2 separate regions of the Gossypium raimondii genome follow, and region 1 is linked to region 2. The links are chromatin contacts, called in public Hi-C maps. All regions are on one chromosome and are shown on one strand. Each heading gives the region's core, a stretch centred on a gene start, on an enhancer-like site or on the middle of the called end of the contact. The rest is flanking DNA. Distances are from core to core; before and after follow the strand shown.

The links. Hi-C and Micro-C count contacts between places; a contact is called where the count stands out from the background.
Region 1: a Hi-C map of leaf shows a contact between it and region 2, with 2.5 times the contacts expected there. The contact joins the promoter of LOC105785682 here to the promoter of LOC105785680 in region 2. A contact is called at or near these places in 2 of 2 Hi-C or Micro-C datasets (both in leaf).

Annotation. Positions count from the first base shown.
Region 1 is chr1:34,862,003-34,868,341 of ASM2569854v1, reverse strand. It overlaps LOC105785682 (myosin-binding protein 2), which reads right to left and starts at 4,554. Exons shown (of 4, transcript XM_012611804.2): 1 at 2,791-4,554; 2 at 2,574-2,702; 3 at 1,082-2,486; 4 at 392-988. The coding sequence starts at 4,105. The coding sequence ends at 1,117.
Region 2 is chr1:34,730,256-34,736,598 of ASM2569854v1, reverse strand. LOC105785680 (cysteine-rich receptor-like protein kinase 43) reads left to right here and starts at 3,774. Exons shown (of 6, transcript XM_012611799.2): 1 at 3,774-4,439; 2 at 4,548-4,687; 3 at 5,278-5,488. The coding sequence starts at 4,376.

The sequences.
Region 1 (6,339 bases), core at 3,305-5,804, 130 kb before region 2:
AACTTGCATAAAAGAGAATTTAAGTGCTTTTTTTGAACAAAATTTATACGTCTTGAAAACCTGCATCATGTTCCAACGGTATCCTTAAGCTAATAAGATATAGTTCCAGCAATGACACCAATGGACTTCCGTTTTTTAATTATTATTTGATTGCATCAAATATTTTATTGAAAAACTGTTGTCGGCATGTTAGGTGGAGTTTTATGCTTGAAGCAAAATCATTTCTGAAAGCAATCTTTGCTTCTCATTCTGATTATAATATTAAATATTTCAGTGTTATTTTATACTTTCTTTTGTTCTTTACATCTACCTGTCAACCTCTGCCATGTCAATTGGAGGTTTAAAACATGTACTAAAAAATACAAGAAAACAGAACAGCTCCAAAACAATATAAACAAACACTCACTTTATATGTGCTTACAAATCGATGCATGTAGTTTACAAGTAACTCAAATCTGCCCCCTAGAAAGACCCACCAGAAGAAAATGATGCAAAATATGAGAAGGAAAATGGGGTTACTTACCCCTTTCTTTCCCTTCCCTAACAAGATTATAAATAAATATAAAAAAACATGACAAAAAAGAGCTTCCCAGTTCTGTCTGTCTGAATAAACTATTGCTATGAATCTGGCACAGTAGTGTTTGTTGGATCGATCATACATTCCAGCTCTGCAGGCCAGCAAGTTTCTAACAACATACAAAAATGACAGCTTGACTTTTGGACTTCATTTTTAACACATACATTCACCCCCCCCCAACCATCCTTTTTGTCCCCCCCCCCCCCTCAAAAAGGTGATGACTAGTTTGAAAACCCACAAAAAATTTGGGATTACTTGGACCCTAGAATCTCCAAAATGACCATACCAATTGTTGAATATAGGGAACTGTGGCACCTGTATTGTTGGTCATCGCCCGAGTTGGTGTTTTTTTCTTTTCTTTTCTTTTCTAATACTAGATTTGCAGTGGTTAAGCAACTCCAATTGAGCATTCTGCAATTAACTTAAAGAACAACAAAGAATAAACAACCATTACTTGTAACTTCACTATGATATGGATACAAAGAACTGTAGATTATGATATACCGATTAGATTTCCGAGTGTGTTCTGATGAATGCAACTATATAGCAACATCCCCATTACTCCTTACTCGAAGTTCGACACTTCTCAAATCGCGAAGATGTTGTAAAATCTCTTGAAGTAGATAGATCCCTTTATCTCCTTTCCTCAAGGAGCTGATACAATGTTTTAGAAACTCCCTATCTGCCTCAAGTGCTTGTAATCTTTCATAAACATGGTCCACTTCTTCCTCTATTGTGATCATTTTGTTCTCAAGTTCAGGTAATGTATGTTGCAAGGCAACAGAATTGAAGCCGTTTTCATGTCCATTCAGTATCTTTTCTTCAGTTTCTGCATCGGTAGCATCAAAAAGTGGGAGAAGTCTCTTTGCCTTTGTAGCCATGGGAATTATTTTGTCTTGGTGATGCTTCCCATTCACTCCCTTGAAATGACCATTGGCAACCCCATTTGTTTCATGGCCGAAATTATGAATCTCATGGAAGCCATTACCATTCTCTTCGTACAAATACTCAACTGATTTTATATCTTCATCATTCAATGAAATCAATTGCTCTTCCAAGACCTTCAGTTGCTCAAGAATGGATAGCCTCTCCTCCTCGAAGTTAGCCAATGATTCCTCTAAATACAAAACTGCATCAGCAGGGGTATTCTGGTTAACATCCTCTCGGATTTGATGGTTCTCGAAGCTATCTTCTTCCTTTGATTCATGATTCAAATCAACTGATACTCCATCACTGTCCTCAGCATTACTGCAAGACGCAGAACTTGCACTTCGAATGCTGTCATCTTTCCTTCTTCTCAGCATCATCATTCTCTCTTTGGCCTCATGATCCTGCACCTTTTTGCGATATATCTCAAGTTCCTTTTCGAGCTCTGCCTTCTCTTTCTCCCTCTTAACCATAAGCTCATTCAGAATCTGCAAGGCTTCCTGGTCATACTCGGACTGTTCTTCCATCATCCTCTGGTACTGCACCGCTTCCATCTGCATTGCTGCTTTCTCTTCTTGAAGCCTATTTATCATTGCCATTGTCTGATTTGCAGCCACCGCAGAAGCACTCCTCTCTTCCTCAAGCTCGCTATACAATGCATTTAAAGCTTTCCTTTCAGCTTTTAATGCTGATTTCAACTTGTCAACAGTCAGTACCCCATCACCACCCTCAATGTCACTGAAAACAATTCCATCCAAGGAATCTTCGGTTCCGGATTCTTTTCTGTCAAGCAATAACAATTTCTTGTGCAACAGATGGAGACTGTCGATGGAAGTCGGTGTATCCGGAACTTTATCTTCCTCAATATCATTAAGCTCTGAAGATAATGATATATGGTTTTTCATTGGTTGGTCACTAGTCTCACTCTCAAATGTTGCAGTTTTAAGCTGCTGCATTGTTTCTTCCTCAACATCCTTGGAGCCTAATGTAAAGGAATCCAAGATTAACAACACCTCAATAAACAAATTCTTAAATTAAAAGACATTTTAAATTTGGAATTAAGGTTTACCACGATCAGCATCTGCATGTAATTCAGAACTGGTTGAGGGATCTCCTTGTGTGCATTCATATAAATGTTGTATTTGAATATCTTCAATTGTTTCATTAAATTGCACAACATCTGTCCCTATTGATATTGCTGAAGAAATTGCAAAAAACTTTAGTCTTTAATAGTTCAATAATAGGCATTTGGTAAAAATTTATATCAAATTGGATTAAGCAAGTACCTTGATTAACATCTAAATCGATTTCCTCTTCTCTTGTTGTGGCATTTGGTTGAACATCATCAGCTTCATTCAAGGAGGGCATATTTGCTTGAGTGGTAGCAACATGTTGATCATCTTCCTTCTCCATCAAATCTAGCTCCACTGCAGGAGTTGAAAAGCCCTCCTTGCCATTAGGCTCCATTGGTTCATCCACTGCATCAATGGTTTCCTCTTCACTCACATGGGGTGAAAGGGGTGTCACTTTCTCCGCTGAACTGCAACCATTCTGCACAACCAACTCCACTCGTGTCCCAGGTTGCTGGGAATCAAAGTCCAAAATAACATCTCCAGTACCAGCAACATCTTCATCTTCCTCTGTGAACTCGTATATTTTTTGGCTTCTCATAGCAGTAGAATCCATCAATTCAACTGGAATCAAATGGCAGTCATCCCCCCCGATATAAAACTCCAGATGCTTGTTCAGAATTTCAGGAGACTCCTCTTTGGCACAAGTGACTTGAGTTAACCCCTGGTCAGCCATTGACACAGTTAAGTCTCCTTCATCCACTGATGATTGATCTTTCTCTATAACCACATCGTCTTCATCTCCATTAGCAGCCACTTGGTTGCAATCAAAACTAGAAACAAAATATGAAAACTCCTCTTTTTCCACTTCCCTTGGTTCAATACCTTCACCATCAGAAATGATGCCAACTCTCTTGTTTTCTTCAATCATCTGTTCATCTTTACGATCATCAGCCACAAAATCTGATCTGATTCCATCTGAAGCATTACCCTCATCTGCATTAATACCCTCAACTTTTTCTCCACCTTCAGTGATTAAATTTCCTTCCTGGGGATAATCCAAAACCTCCCAGGAAGGTTTAATCATGAAACAAGGAAGATTCCACTTTTTCTCCACCATGACACCACAACAAGAACACTTGAAATCCTCATCGCCGTTTTCTATCACTTCATCACCACCATTCTCCGACGGCGACGAGGACAAGCAATCCTCACACATATCTCGAGATTCAGAGAGTTTCCGATGATTTGAACAAAAACCCAATTTAGAAATCTCATTGGCATGATCATCACACACAAGATCTCTATATGATTTGTACTTTGATGGCTCAAAGATATGATCAAGCCTAGAACACCAAAGGCAGGGCCTTTTAAGACCAAAGTAATCAGCAAACTTGATGATCAGATAAGAAAACAGTGAATTCAAAAGGAGGAGAACGATCAGAATCCATTCTAGTAAGACGTAGACAAGAATAAGAGTGATCCTATTAGTGTTTTTATGCAACATGGTAGCAAATTTGTTGGCAGCCATTAATGATGCTCTGTGTTTTCTGCTATGTACAGAGAGGAGAAAAGGGACAAAACAGAAACAAAAAAAAGAGAAGAAGTTGTTAGATAAGAAGAAGACGAAAGAGCTTAAGATAAAAAGAGTTATGGAGAATGAAAAAGAAGTGAAATTGAAATGGTTTTTCAATAAGGGAGAGAAGAATCGGAAAGTCTAAAGAAATGGGTATTATATTTTTTCAGACTTGGAAATCATAAAAGGCGGTTTTGAATAGGAAAGTGACAGCCAAAGAAGACTGAAACCCTGAGGAAAATCAACCCATAGAAATCATTTTCCACAAAAACAAAAATAAAAACTAAAAAACATTGAAAAAGGTTTGAGTCAGAGTAAATAAAGGAATTTATTTTCCTTGGTTCTTTTTTTGACAGAATTAAGCAACTATTGGGATCTTAAACAACTAAACTGATATTTGTTTTAAGTGATAAATTTTCATTTAGCTTAAGCTTAAGGTTGATGCCAATGGATTAATGGAAGGGGTAGAGGTAGCCAGCTATGGCAGCCCCCACCCTTACAGTCCCTCCAGTCTGGTGTTGTTTTGTTTGGGACAAAGAAAATGGGAGGCCCCACCAACCTTACCAATGGGTTGGTGGAGACCACTCTCAAAGTTAAAAGTGGGCTCCATTTAGGACAGGTTGCTGCTGCTTCATGTTCTTCCTGCTCCTTTTAACTCTGTTTTTCGTGGACACTATTTATGCTTTTTATCTCTGCCATCCTAGTCCTTTGTGTGAGAAAAGAAATGGACTCTTGAATTTCTGTTTCTAGCTTTGGATTCCTTAAACTTGCTCTTCTTTTCTTTTCTTCTTTTTTTTTTTTTTTTCAAAATTTACAAGTATATTTACCTATACTGCTATATACTAGATATTTTATCAACTACAGATAGATGAATAATAAAAGTAAAATGATAAAATATTAAAATAAAGTTTTAATTAAATGGTAAATTAAAATTTTATTAATATATTGAGTATGTATAATTTTATTGGATTTTTAAAAATAGAAACACTAAATTAGCTTACAACCTATAATGAAATTAAGTTATTTTGATTCTCAACCTATTATTTTCACATTCTTAAATAGTTTAAGGATATAATAATATACCTATAATCTTATTACCATGTATTCTTTAGGTAATAGGCGTAAACTTAAATTTTGAATCAACTTACTATTTATTTTTATTATTTTGATCAATTTAATTTTTTATTTTCAAATAAAATTTTGTTCTAACTAAAAACCTCTAACCCTCAAAAGAAAATCTCTTTTTGTTAACAGTAAATTTCATAAATTATTATATTTATAATTTATAATTTTTTCAACATTATATATTTACTTATTAGCAAACAATTTGTAATAAAAATAAGAATTAGAATAATTTAACATAATCTTATGAAAATTGAGATTAAAATATAATAAAAAAACTACATTTATTTTTATAACAAAAAGAATTTAATAAAATATGCTTTTAAATAACCTTATATGTCTATAAAGAAATATTTGAATATTATTTTCCATCTAAATACATTAAAGAAAGTAGTGTAATATATTCAACATTTGATCCTATGTATAATTTCTTTTTACGAACGCGAACTAAATTTTACAATATAATTTTGTTTACCTAAAGGTTATTGCACTTAAAAGAATAAGAGAAATATTACCCAAACTCTAACTGATCATTTAATTTAACGATTGAGGAATGTATTTTTATGTTAAGAAATATCGAAAAGAGAAATAGTAATAGTAATTATAGTAATAAAAATCATGTGATTTATTTGTAGATTATTTTATTCTCAATTTCAGTTACCGTAATACGAATTTTAGAAACTTCCAATATAGATAAGAAAATGATCTGGATTTCAATAAAATAATGAATTAAAAATAAATACATGTTTATTTACTAAGTTGTTATAAATTAAGAAATATTTAAATAAAATTATTGATATTTATTTACAAAATTTTCATATTTTTATTTAATTTAATTATGCTGATTTGCTTTAATCAAGCTTTAATATCTAAATTATGCCCCACTGGCTTTTTAGGTCCTAAAATCCCAACCCCAAGTTAAAAATTAAATTAACCATTAAATATGATTTTTGTTCCTCTTCCTCTACTTTAATTTGTATCATCAACCTTACATAATTTCCAGGCTATATAGGATTCCAGCTCAAAGGAAATTAATCTTACAATAAAGTACACTCAAACAAAATCTC
Region 2 (6,343 bases), core at 2,525-5,024:
AATATACTTGAAAACTTGAAATATCTAAAATTGAAAAGAATGATATACACATGAATTTCAAATTAAAAGTTTCGCAAGGAGAAAAATCAAAATAGTGATATGCAAAGTAATACCTATTAGATGAAAAACTTAATAATAATATAAATGGAGTATCTATACATAATAATAATAATAATAAAGTTAAAATAAACAAAGTGTGTCGTGAAATAGAATTTAAAAATAGCCATGTAAAATAATTTCAATGAGTTAAATATACTACATAGAAGAGAAATTTTAAAATAAGTTAATTAAAGATAAACTAACTTTGGAGTAACATCAATAATTTAAACTAAACAGCATATATATATATATATATATATATATATAGAAATAAATAGGAAATCAACAATAAATTATGAAATATAAATTATATATGTGTAGAAAATGAAATTGGTTTAAAACATATAAATATATTTAACAGATAACTTAAAGTTAATAATATAAAATAAATGATACATAAATAAAATAAAAATAATTTAATAAATTATATATATAGATGAATTATATAAAATATTGTTGTATAAATCTTTAAAGCATAAAATATATATAAGTGAATCCTAAGAATATACTCCAAAGTAACCATTAAAGTATACGTATTATATTATATTAATAATAAAATAATTAAATGATACATTATAAAATTAAATGTTAAATAAAAACTTAAAGTAATAATATATCATAAAATATAATTATGTATATAAAAGGTTATATAGATTAATAAAAATATAATAATAATGTTAAATAATAATAATAATAATAATAATAATAATAATAATAATAGTAACAGTAAAATAAAACCGATAGTAAACTAATAAAAATAATAAAACAAAGGACCGATTTAGAATATAACAGAAATTTAGTAGCAAATCTTGACATAAATAGAAAAGAAAGGGCCGGATTGAATCATGGTGCAAAACAAGAACGACCTGGCGCGTAAATAACCCTCCCCGTACCAAAACACGCTGGTCAAGTTGCAATCGGATCGGGTCATCGGGTCTGAGCCTTATACGACGTCGTTTTAAGGCCACTGCAATGGGCTTCAAACGACGTCGTTTCTTATCAAGCAGAAGTACCCTAATCAACAAGGTTTTCCCATTTTTCCAACAAAACTAAAAGGCCAAAGCAGCCTTTCTCTCCGCCACAAAAGAGCAACCCCTCTTCAACTTCGATTCCGACGAAGTGAGCGAGGTCCGGCGACGTGTTTCGAGAAGGTAAGACTTCCCTCTCCTTCCTCTTTTATTTTATTTTGCAAGTATATGTAAAAACAAAAAGAACCGAAGAAGAACAAAAAAAAGCAAATCGGAAATCACCTTATTTATTATTCAATTTCTCTGTGTTCTTTCTTTCATAAAATGATCTCCTCCCTTTTATTTATTTTTTTATATGAAAAAGAATCAGAAAATAAATAAAACCAAAAACGATAACAGAGACAAGATTCCCCTTCTAAAAATTTCTTTTTGTATTTCAAAAATCCCCCCTTTTTACATCGTTTGGTTTCTGGCTTATAAAGCCGAAATACAAAATGTTTTTCTTTTATTTTTCACTGTTATTACGCTGCCTCTACTATTCTTGGCTGTTGTTTTCGTCTTTCTTGCAGGTATTCCTTTCGGCTTTCTTTTGCAGACGTTGCGGTCAACGGAGGCAAGGATTTGACGTTTTGGTGCAAGTAGGGGCTGCCTCGGGAGACGAGTGCGCTGGAGTCACATGGGCAGCAACGGCGCATAGGAAAAGAGGGAAGCCTAGGATTCCCTGGTGCTGTTTAGTTTTTGGGCTCTATTGGGCCGTTTAGGGTTTTAGATTACTTTGGGCCATTGAGGATTTGGGTAAGTAGTTTGTTATTTTATTTTGTTTTGTAATTGGACTCTTATTGGGCTGGTCAAAAATTGGGCGTGTACATCAATATTTTAATATTTTTATTTATATATTAAATTTTCAAATATGTTATAAGTTTGACGGATAAAACTCAAAATTGTACATCAACTTTATTCAATGTGCAATTTGATATTTTTTTAAATTTGATTTGGTGCAATGATACACGTGAATTTTTAATTTTGATTCAATTATACATATTCTAATAAATAAATACATCAATTTATTGTGGAGCGTGCCTTGCATTTTTTGCCGAAATAGAGTTCACGTCACAACAAGAAGATTCACCACGTCTCAACACGCGATGAAAGGCGTCCCGACGAGGCAGCAACCACATCACAACGTGACGACGTGTTCCCAAAGCTTCTCAGTTTTTTTCTTCTGGTTAAACTTTGATTATTTTAGGGATGTTTTAGTCAAATTTGTACTCAAAATTTAGCCTATAAATAGACACTTTTCTACCTTAGAAAGATTTAACCCATAACACTTTTAGATATTAGCTTTTACAAGTTTACAGGGAATTTTGTGTTTAAGTTTTGAGGTTCATTTTCGGGATTCAGGGTTTAGTCTTTATTTCCATCTTTGTATTCTTCATCTTTGCCAATTTAGTGAAATTATCTTTGCCTATGGTTTTTTATTTTCTTTCGAGGGATTTTTCCACGTAAAATATTTATGTTCAATTTCTTTGTTATTTTTTTTGTTCGTTGTTTACAAGAGTTTATCCCCAACATTTATTTTTACATTGAATAAAAACAATTATTTGTGTCTCGGTTGAGTTTTAGTTCGGTTGACATCAACATTGTTGTTGGTGCAAGAGGACGGGAGTTCGAGTATGTTGAAGTGTAATTTATTCCCTTAGTTACAGATGAGGAAGAGTTTTGGGTAGTTTTAACCATTATATTAAAAAAAATTATGTGTAGGCAACATATAACAATAAAATGGCGTTACATCGATAACGGTGTTAGTGATTTAGGAAGATTGATTCTAATCAAAATTTATGTATAACAACAGTACAAATTAAGTCAAAATTCATATATAATTTTAATATTTGTTTGTAAATTTATTATTATAAAAATTTTAATCTAATATTTTTAAAATTTATTTGTATTCTCGTTACAATTCACCTCACAGACAATTTTTGAATTTAAACCTTTAATTAATCCTCATTACTAAGTTATTCTTAATTACATTAGAGGCAATTTAACCGCCTATTCAAAATATCCAAAATCTATATGAATTTGAAAAAATTCACTTTCCAATTCCAAATTTTGAAATTTCAAATTCAATGGGAATTCACTGCTGATATTTATCTTGATCTTCATCTTATATAAGTCCTGTTTGATTTTATTTTAATTAGTTTTCGTCCATAATATATTCTTTGAGTCTTGTTTGAATATAAGAATGGTGAATTCTTTACATTGATAATACAAAAAATTACAGAAATAGTAAATATTGTTTTTATAATAAATTTAGGATCAACCTCAAAGCATTTATCATCACCCAATCATATTAGGTGAAACAAAACTATTTATTTTAAGTGGTGCCATTATATTGTTAAACAAACAAACAAAAAAAAAACATACGAATTTCTTTTTAAATATCGAATAAATATTGAAGAAATACAAAAGAAAGTATACTTTTTTGTGTTGCTGCTGGTAGCACCACTTAAAATTATATATATATATATTCACTTGAAATTGAATAATAATGAGTTATTTTTAAGGCTAATAGTATTCACATAAATTTAGATAAATATTTTACTACATGCCCTGTTTCTGTAATTATTATTATTTATTATTCATGTAAAAACCCGACCCTAAATCTTTCAAATTATAATAATAATAATGACAGTAAATAATTCATGCAAGAACAGTGCAGCGACTCGGACGGGCTGCTGAATAGTGAATTGGAAATCGAAGAAGATGATAGAGAACGAGTTGACTCACCAAAAGGAAAGAAGCAGAAATCCATTCCGAACAAATTTATATAACCTAAGGGTTTAATCTCAGGGGAAGCAAATTAAATTTGGGGAGAGACTCATTTTCTTATCTTTAAAAAATGGGGCGAAATGATGTTTACTGGCGGGAACAATAGCGGCAGGTATATTGTGATTGATTTGTAGTAGTGGCAAATTACAAGTGAAAGCAGTGCTTATAGAAGGTAAAAAAAGGGCAGATGAATTGAATACAGAAGAAAGAGGAGAGAAATAGTCTAGTGTCAACCAGCTAGTCAACACGTTACGTTTCCGTATACATTTCTCTGTTTCCTCCTTCAACAAAAGCTAGAAAATATAGTACGCCAAATTTAACATTCAAGTTCCCGAGCTAATCTTCTGCCTTCCTCTTTCTCTCCCAATTGTTCAAGCTCCAATCTTTCCCTAGAATTTCTTTCTTCTTTTTTATTTCTATTTCAGTTCAGAAAGTTCTTTCATTTCATGATCTAGTTTCTACCAGGTTTCTGACTTTCCATGACCAAATCGAAGGATTTCTTTCTAAATCTAATCAAACCTTTTAAGTTTATCTCAAGCAAAGGTAAAATGAAAAACCCATTTTTTATGCGGAAAAGTTTAGAATAAAGAAAAATAATTTGATGCTTTTCTACATGTTTTGATGATTAATTTTTCGGTGATCTTTGATCAGACAGGCGGAGTAGAGATGACTTGGAGAAAATAGCTCAACAAGAGCAAAAGCATTTCCCTTTCGAGATTTTAGTTGCTGCTACCAAAGATTTCCACCCACATCAGAAGCTGGGTGAAGGAGGTTTTGGACCTGTCTACAGGGTAAGATCGTCCTGCTCAAACTCTTGTTTGGTTGCCTAGAAATTTGAACTTTATTGATCTTTTGATTTATTGAATGGTTCTTTTGTTTCCATAAAAAATGTAATTGATATGACATAAAGGATTGCCGCAGATTCTTTTTGAAGGAAAAAGAAAGATTCTACTTTCCTAGGTATTCGAAGTTTCAACTTTTGCAGCTGAACAATATAATGAACAGCAAATAACGAAAATGCCTCGTCCTAAAAGGCCAAGACTACTTTAGGACCCCATCTCTGACTATTAGCTTTGATCAAAATCGAACCATCTGTTCCCTTAACCCTGTCAAACCATTTAGCCGTTTTCCCCCTTTAGATGCCAAGAAAAAGAGGCAAAGCATATCAATTTGTTAATTGATGTTGCACTAGAAACTAGAATGTTTTTGTTAGTTCAATCGATTCAATAAGCCTGCCTTGGTTTTCTAGTTATCAGATCTTTCAGCAAGCTTTACAATCATGTTGCTCTTGTTTTCTGGTTTCAAAGTGATGATTTCTCTTGTTCATCAACCTAGACAGTAAGGAATTTCTCTACCTTAAGGACTTTTGCTTAATTTATAGGGGAAACTAGATGATGGAAGAGAAGTTGCAGTGAAGAAGCTATCTCATAGCTCAAGACAGGGTAAAAAGGAGTTCGAGAATGAGGCTAGGTTGCTAGCTCGTGTTCAGCATCGCAATGTTGTGAATCTTCTTGGTTACTGTGTACATGGAGCAGAAAAGCTTTTGGTATATGAGTACGTCACTAATGAGAGTCTAGACAAGCTTCTTTTCAGTAAGTTGCACTAACTTCTTTGCTTCTACCATTTGCACAGTATGCTTCATGGCAGATTATAATGACTAGAATGGAGTATAATTGAGTGATTCCTTTGTCTTTAAAGAAGATCTTGGGCTACACCACTATGAATCAATCCTCTCCCATGCCATTAAAACCACCCCTCCCATTTTTGTACTTGAATTTGAGAACTCTAAGCTGGTGTCTGAAATTTTAACTTATTCGTAACATCTAGACTGCGCCTGATTGTAATTGTTAAGTCCACTATGATTGAAATTTAAACCCATTATGGACATGCAAAAGCATTTATATATGATCTTAGATATTGAGATAAAAAATACTTCTTCTAGTTCTAGACTCTCTTACGTGAAACTTAATTTCAAGATTGTGTGGTTGAAACTGACAATTAATTATCACATTATTTATCGTTAACTAGTAAAAGGATCCATGTCTGGAAAACGCAGTTCGTATATTAGCGGAAAGATGATGAGAAGGAATATTAGGCTGATTTGTAAGAGGTCCTGTGAAGTTATTTGAAAAAAAATGTGGGTGGATTTCATCAAGGATTTAACCTTGAGGTGCTGCTTTAATTTCTCCACCTCTCTTTTTTCAGCACATATGCTGGATCTATTATTGTTTTATTATTTCGTATATATAAATTTATTTATTTCTAGCACAGTCTATTGTTTCTCTAGCCTCAAAGTACAAATCTTGATTTCGCGGTGTTGGTTTCTAACCTCCAGATGTTATGCACTTAGTGTAGACAAATAAATGCCTACCAAGATTTGTAGAATTTTTCATTCTATCTAAAATCTAAAATGGGTTTTGTTAATTTCCTCCGAAGCTGTTTCATTA